2 separate regions of the Mus musculus genome follow, and region 2 is linked to region 1. The links are chromatin contacts, called in public promoter capture Hi-C maps. All regions are on one chromosome and are shown on one strand. Each heading gives the region's core, a stretch centred on a gene start, on an enhancer-like site or on the middle of the called end of the contact. The rest is flanking DNA. Distances are from core to core; before and after follow the strand shown.

Region 1 (3,302 bases), core at 248-2,747:
GATTGAGGCCACCCCCACCACCTTTCCCACAGGAAACTGTGGTCTGTCAGCATCCAAACTTGGATATTACAATTTGCTTCTTAAGAGCATAAATGAGCATGGCAGAATAAGGTTAGTTCTCAACACAGAACTTGAACTAAAAGAAGAGAGGTAGAAGCCCAGAATCGGGGAGCAACAGGGCCTCCTGCGGGAGAGCAGTGAGGCTGTGGCAGCTGGAAACCTGTTGTTAATCCAGAAAATAGAAAAAGCTGTATGTGAAGAATCCTTCTTGATTCTGAACAAGGAAGTATTTAAATTGATTCCCCTGTGCTAAGTTGTGCCAACTACTTATGTAAGGGGCAACACTATGCAAGGAGAATTCAGTTATGCTTCAGAAAGAATTTCCTATCAACCTCAGCTAGAGGGACTCAAGTTCTTTATACTGTAGGCCAGTCTACATGGAGGGCACTGAAAACCTCCACCTTGAAAACCTTCAGCTGAGATGCAGGTTTCTCTTCCAAATTTGAAACTTCACTTTTACGTCCTCAGAAGCTTTTCGAAGGTGCCCTCTCCCCACCAAATACCGAAGAGTACAAACTCCAAAATTAAAAACAAAACCCAGCTATGCTGAGATCACAAACTATGTCTGTGACTACCAAGGCCGGCCCAGTGCATTACCCAGCTCTGGAAGTCAGAGACCCAGCCTGGGAGGAACTTTCGCAGATGCCACCTCAGCATGGCCCTCCCACCGGCCAAGAGCGCCCGCGGGCGGGGACAGGCTTAAAGGGACAGTATCCTGCTCGGCCTCCCTGCCTTTCATCCAAATTCGGTATTTTTCCGTAATGTATTTTTCACCCATGGACCCTGGGGCGCATCCAAGTAGTACTTGGGCCGGGAGTCCTCCAGTGACCACGTAGCCAGACGCCGCAGGTGAAGGTGCAGCAAGGCACCGCGCGGGACATAGGGGCCCCGGGTGAAGATCCCAGCTTGACGCGAACTAGGGCGCCACTGACCTAGCTAGGTCCGGTCCACAGCCCGTACGGCCGGGCCGAGCTGGGGGGAAGGGGTGCGGGGGAGGGGCCGGCTCGGCAGCCCACGTCACCAACCTGGCCAGGTCGTTCCCCTCCCCCATCGCGGCGGCCCGCCCGGTGAGCTAGAAGTCCAGGCGGTCCGGGCCCGCAAGCAGACCCGCGGCGCGTGGCGGACTTGGGAAAGTTTCTGCGCTCCGGCGCGGCCATGCGCAGAGTGACACGTAGCGGCCCCCGCCCGTCGCGGTAGCTGGAGACCAGGAGCCTGTGCGGCCGGGGAGCTGAGGAACCGACCCCAGCCGTGCTCAGCGGCGACCCCCCGCCGCCCCGCCCCTGGCACCCCCGCCCACCAGCTCGCCCGATCCTCACTCGTGAGTGTGACCACCCGAGAGTCTGTCCGTCTGTCGCTGCCGCTGCGCGGGAGAAGCCGGGACGCTCCGAGGCGCGGCGCCCGGGCCGCCGCTGCTATATAGGGCGGAGGCTCCAATCCCGCCGAGACACGTCAGACCGGCCGCCCGCCCCGCCCGCTGCGGGGTCCCTACAGCGCCCGGGAGCGGACCAACTCTTTAAGAGTTCTGCGGCCTGACAGGGGGCGAGGAGTTGGTAAGTTAATTACCTACAGAGAACAGGCAGGCCCCAGAGCCAGAGGTGCCAGAGTTGAGGCCACCAGAAACTGTGTCACCAAAAGAGAAAAGAAAGCTCTGAGGACCTCAGACAGCAGACAGCCCGGAAAACCATTTTACCATCCCCTAGAGCACCCCCTGATGGAACACATTCTCATTCTCTTCGGGATCTCTTCCTCCTGCTCCCACCTCTACTGCAAATCCTTACTCCATTCCTCAATGTCCAACACAACAAACTCCAAAACTTTCGAAGCCCTCTACACAGTATTATTCAGTGTCCCATATGTACAGACCAGCCTGCAGTGAATTCCTACCTCTCCCATACTCAGTTGGGACAGAGCAGAACCTCTGCCCTCAGAATGCTTCCTCCTTTGAAAGGACTAGTTCTGCCCTGTTGCGTTTATTGACAACTACTTGAAGAATTTGTACACAATCATTATTTTGAACCTCTCCTGAGGTGACATGAGCACACTTCTGACCTATACTGGACAGTGATATGCAGTGATATGCATCAGCACAGAATAGGCTAGTAACCAACAGCAGATGCCCCCACCTTCTTTTCCCCACTTCTGACAACTTTTCACTGTGTAGATTTGTCTCAGCTTCCTTCTCTAGTGTTTGGATTACAAGTGTGAGCCACCAGGTCTGGATAATATGTGCCTTTCTTGTGGGACAATGGTATGTGGAAGGGCTGAAGAGGCCTTCTGTAGTTGTCATTCTAAGGCTTACAAGCATTTGCAGCAGTGAACAAAATAAGCAATCAGACTTAGTATGTACTTAGAAGGTAGCAGCACGGTGATGGGCTCTTGATTGAGGGACTGGGAAGAGCTGCCCTAACTAGACTTTAGACTGAAGGACAAGGGGGGAAAATGGAATGTGCTGGAAAGAATGGGGATGGGGCTGCTGAATAGGAAACTATCTGAAAGTTGAGGTGTCAGAATTGAGAAGTCCAGGAGCCAGTAATGCGGCTGACAGGAACACCACAGTTCTTCATGACATAAATCTCTGAAGGTACTGCTTAAAAGACCAGAGGGCATTTCCAAGCTGCCAGCATAGTCACCGAGTGATAGAGCTTCTTAAAGCCTCTGTAGGCACCAAGTTGTCTTTCCTTCTGTGTTATTATTACTGTGCAAGGTGTCTTTCCCTGGTGATTAACCAACCAGCAACTAGAAGAAATGTTTTTGTTGTCATTCTTTTGTTCCTGAGGTCTCGGGCTGTGAAAAAGTTAATGTGGAGAGGCAAGCACCCACCAGTCAGTATGTCTGCTGTCAAGGGATCTCCAATGGAGTTAGTAAGTCCACATTAAGTACAAGCTGGCCCAGTGCCTGGCTGTACAGAGGCCTCCATGAGTGTGGTGGTACCCTGTAATCTCAGTACTCAGAAGGCTGAGGCGAGTACTGGGAGTTCAAGGTCACAGTAGGCTACAAAGTTATATGATGTCTCAAAAATAAAACAAAGCATGGACTTAATGAAAGCATTATTAAATCAAGGAGGGTGTGGTAACATTAGCTTATCTCAGCACCTGAGAGGTACAGCCACGAGGGTTAGGAGCTCAAGACCAACCTGGCCTTTCTATATAAGACTTTATCTGAAATGATAAACATGCACCACAAAACATCCCAGGTGCTCCTGGGATGCTAACAATTATGACTAGTTACTTTCAGTATACTGA
Region 2 (3,302 bases), core at 379-2,878, 240 kb after region 1:
TTTTTAATCCCCGTCGCGTCATTCTTGATTCCCTGCCCGGACACCTGCAAGGTCCCCTCATTCTCTAATGCTCTCCACATTATTTCCTAAGATGGGATCTGTTAGTGATACTTGAGCTAGGTTCCTGTCCTGCCAGTCCCAGGGATCTCCTCTTCTTTGCCCCAATAGCACTGGGACTTGTATGTGGTGATGCTGGGTTTTAACCTGGGCTTGTACTGTTTTTGTGACTGTTCACTTGAAAATATTTCCATGGTAGGACTGGAGAGGTGGCTCAGCGGTTACAAGCACTGACTGCTCTTCCGGAAGTACTGAGTTCAATTCCCAACAACCACATGGTGGCTCACAACCACTTATAACTGTAGTCCTGTGAGATCCAATGCTTTCTTCTTGTGTGCAGACATACATCCAGATAAAACACCCATCTACATAAAACACATAAATAAACCTTTTAACATTTTCATTGTGATTTATTATTTATTGCCTCATTATAAGTACGCTGTTTCATTTCCAAGCATTTGGAGACTTCCACTGGTTTTTCTGCAATTTAGCTTTAATTCAGAGAGTAATTACTGTATGATTTTGGTTCTTTGAAATTTGTTGACACTTGTTTATGGTTTCAGGTGTAGTCTATTTTGGTGTGCGTGTGTAGAATATGCATTTTATAGCTCTAAGTGAAGTGTTTTACTTACACAAACTAGGTCGAGTTAGCAAATCCCATTGTTGAGATTTTGCAGTTGGGTCCAAAGATGAAGGAGAAGACCAGAGTCTAGTAGATGATGTTGACTTTCTTGGAAATCGGTATGGAAAAAGGGAGCTCGGATTCACTGCCACACTGTTCACAACGATGTCTGTGATCCAGCATAGGTCTAAGTATGAATCCTAAAGTAACTAAGCTTCTGAAGACCGCTGTAGTCTAGTACTCCGGAGCCAGGGGCTGGGTGATTCCTGCAGGTTGGACCAGCTGGTCAACACAGAGCTCCAGACAAGCCTCTCTCTCTTTGTGAGTCTCTCTGTCTCTGCCTCTCTCTGTGTCTCTGTCTCTCTCCCTCCCTCCCCTTTTTCTGTCAAAGGGAAATACCCTAATGAGAGATAACTAACTACAAAAGATTATATATTGGATTGGATATAAATAAGTCCAGCTCATTAAAAGCAAAGCTAGACTTGAGTGGGAATGGATGGGTATTTGTAGTATCTTCAACCATGTACATACCCAAGTCTTCACCACACTCCAAAGGCTCTATTAAGCCAAGAATGCAGAATCTATTTTTAAATATTTACTTATTGTTATTTTTGTTTTGTGTATGAATGTTTGCCTGCCTCCATGTCTGTGAATCCCCGTGCATGCCTGGTGTCCTTGGAGATCAGAAGAGGGCATCAGATCTCCTACAACTTCAAGAATCCAGGATCTTTAAGGAGCCTCTATAAGACAATAAGGAAATATAAGTCAGCTCATTTTAAAATGGAACTTGGTGCGCCCCAGTGGGTTGGTGTCAGAGCTGGATGTTCTTCGCGCTGCCTGCCGGGACAGCTCCAGTCTGGCGGCGTTCCCGGGCGCATCCCGAGAACTTGTGCTGGCCTTTCTTAAACCAGGGAGGCGTTGGGCAGAGCTGGGCTGCGGCTCCGCCCCCGGGGGTTGCCGTTTCCTTAGAAGGCGAAGCCCTAAGCCTGGCTTCTCGCCCGCGGGGAGACCGCGGTACGCCTCCCGCACCCCTCGGGACCAGGACTTCTGCGAGCGCGCGGGAAGACCGGCGGAGCCTGTGCTTCAGCTCGGGTGTGGACGGGGCGGGCGCTGGGGCGGGGCGCGCGCTCGCGGGTTTGAATGGAAGGGTCTAGACCGCCGGAGACGGCAGCGAGCGGGTCCTGAAACCAGAACTCCACCGCCGCCCCGCGCGCCATGAGGCGGGAGAGGTGAGTCGGGCGGGCGTGGCGTCGGTGCCCTGGATGTAGCACCATGGGAACAGCGACACCGGGGACAAACACGGGCTCTGCGAGGTGCGCAGGTGCGTGGTCTCCGAGCCCGGGGACTGCCGCGCAGTTTGGAGCCTTCCTTAGGACCCCACTCGTCGGCAGGGAGGAGCCCGCGGGGTCCTGCTTGTCGGCTGGTCGCAGCAGGCTACTCTGCATCCTCTTCTCCCCCAAATTGGTCCTGGAGCCTGGGCGCTGTGATTAAAGAACCTATCGCCACTTCCCTGCGGTGTTTCCAACCCCTGACCACCGCTGGGATCTGCGAGATTTAATTTAGAACCTAAAAAGAACCCGAGACTTTTAAAAGATTTGGGGTGCAAAACGAGAGGCTATCGGAAACCGGCCCTTTTTGAGGGCGGCGCACAGCCAACCTCCTGTGTTGTTTGAATCGCGCACGCGGTGGGGACCGCTGTGCCTCGGGCCGCGCTTCTGGGTCTCCTCCCGTGGCGGGAGTCCTTTCGCCACCTGGCTGGAGGCGGTCCGGTCTGAACTCAGTCTATTCGTAGGTGTGGCGCCTCTCGCCCGCGCTTCGGCCATGGAGGTGCTGCGGCGCTCTTCTGTCTTTGCAGCGGAGATCATGGACGCCTTTGATCGCTCGCCCACAGACAAGGAGCTGGTGGCCCAGGCTAAGGCACTAGGCCGGGAGTACGTGCACGCGCGGCTTTTGCGCGCCGGCCTCTCCTGGAGCGCTCCAGAGCGTGCCTCGCCTGCCCCTGGAGGACGCTTGGCAGAGGTGTGCACAGTGCTGCTGCGCTTGGGTGAGTGTGGGGCACCAGCAGGTACCATCCCAGGCCGCCCCTCTATAGCTGGTTGGATGGGCCTGCCCGCAGTGTTTCAGGGTTCCCGGTACAGCTGTTCTGCACAGACATTCCCTTCTTGTGACATGACCAGCCCTTCTGCGGTTGTGCCTCACCCTCCCGCTGGCGCTGAGAGAGGAGGCGTGCGTGGGAGCCCAAATCTGTCTGGAATGGAGAGGGTGCAAGGATAGGCCACCCAGGCTGGCGCTGCTCTTTGTCCCCAGGCTTGTCTGCTTGCAGGCTCCTTTGTCAACCTCCCCCCTCCTGGTTCCTGCTTAGTCCAGATCACAGACACTCTTGCCATAAAACACAGAAAGCTCTGGAGGAGCAGTATTTTAGCAGCTAAACTTTATTGTGACCCTTGTACTCTGCTGGACTAAAAAATCCTTTGTGGTACCACGTGTCCCAATGTTTGTTTTGGAAAATAGGCCTTTCAGTTATTGGCCGAGGTCCGACACCCTCTGCAGTTTCCCTTGATGGGAAGGCCCCCCAGGGCCTTCTTGAAGAATATCTGGGACACTTGTTTCTGGGGGTCACACA

The links. Capture Hi-C pulls out chosen DNA fragments and counts their contacts.
Region 2: a promoter capture Hi-C map of liver shows a contact between it and region 1. The contact joins the promoter of Bok here to the promoter of Hdlbp in region 1. A contact is called at or near these places in 4 of 39 promoter capture datasets (cranial neural crest, frontonasal cranial neural crest, maxillary cranial neural crest and 1 more), 4 of 484 Hi-C or Micro-C datasets (Th1 cells, cortical neurons, embryonic stem cells and 1 more), 4 of 115 datasets of contacts at active chromatin or transcription factors (astrocytes, cardiomyocytes, embryonic stem cells and 1 more) and 3 of 9 other capture datasets (adipose tissue, liver and pancreatic islet).

The regions. Positions count from the first base shown.
Region 1 is chr1:93,444,204-93,447,505 of GRCm38.p6, forward strand. Hdlbp (high density lipoprotein (HDL) binding protein) reads right to left here and starts at 1,498. Exons shown (of 28, transcript NM_001301364.1): 1 at 1,377-1,498.
Region 2 is chr1:93,683,947-93,687,248 of GRCm38.p6, forward strand. Bok (BCL2-related ovarian killer) reads left to right here and starts at 1,629. Exons shown (of 5, transcript NM_016778.3): 1 at 1,629-1,908; 2 at 2,472-2,723. The coding sequence starts at 2,501.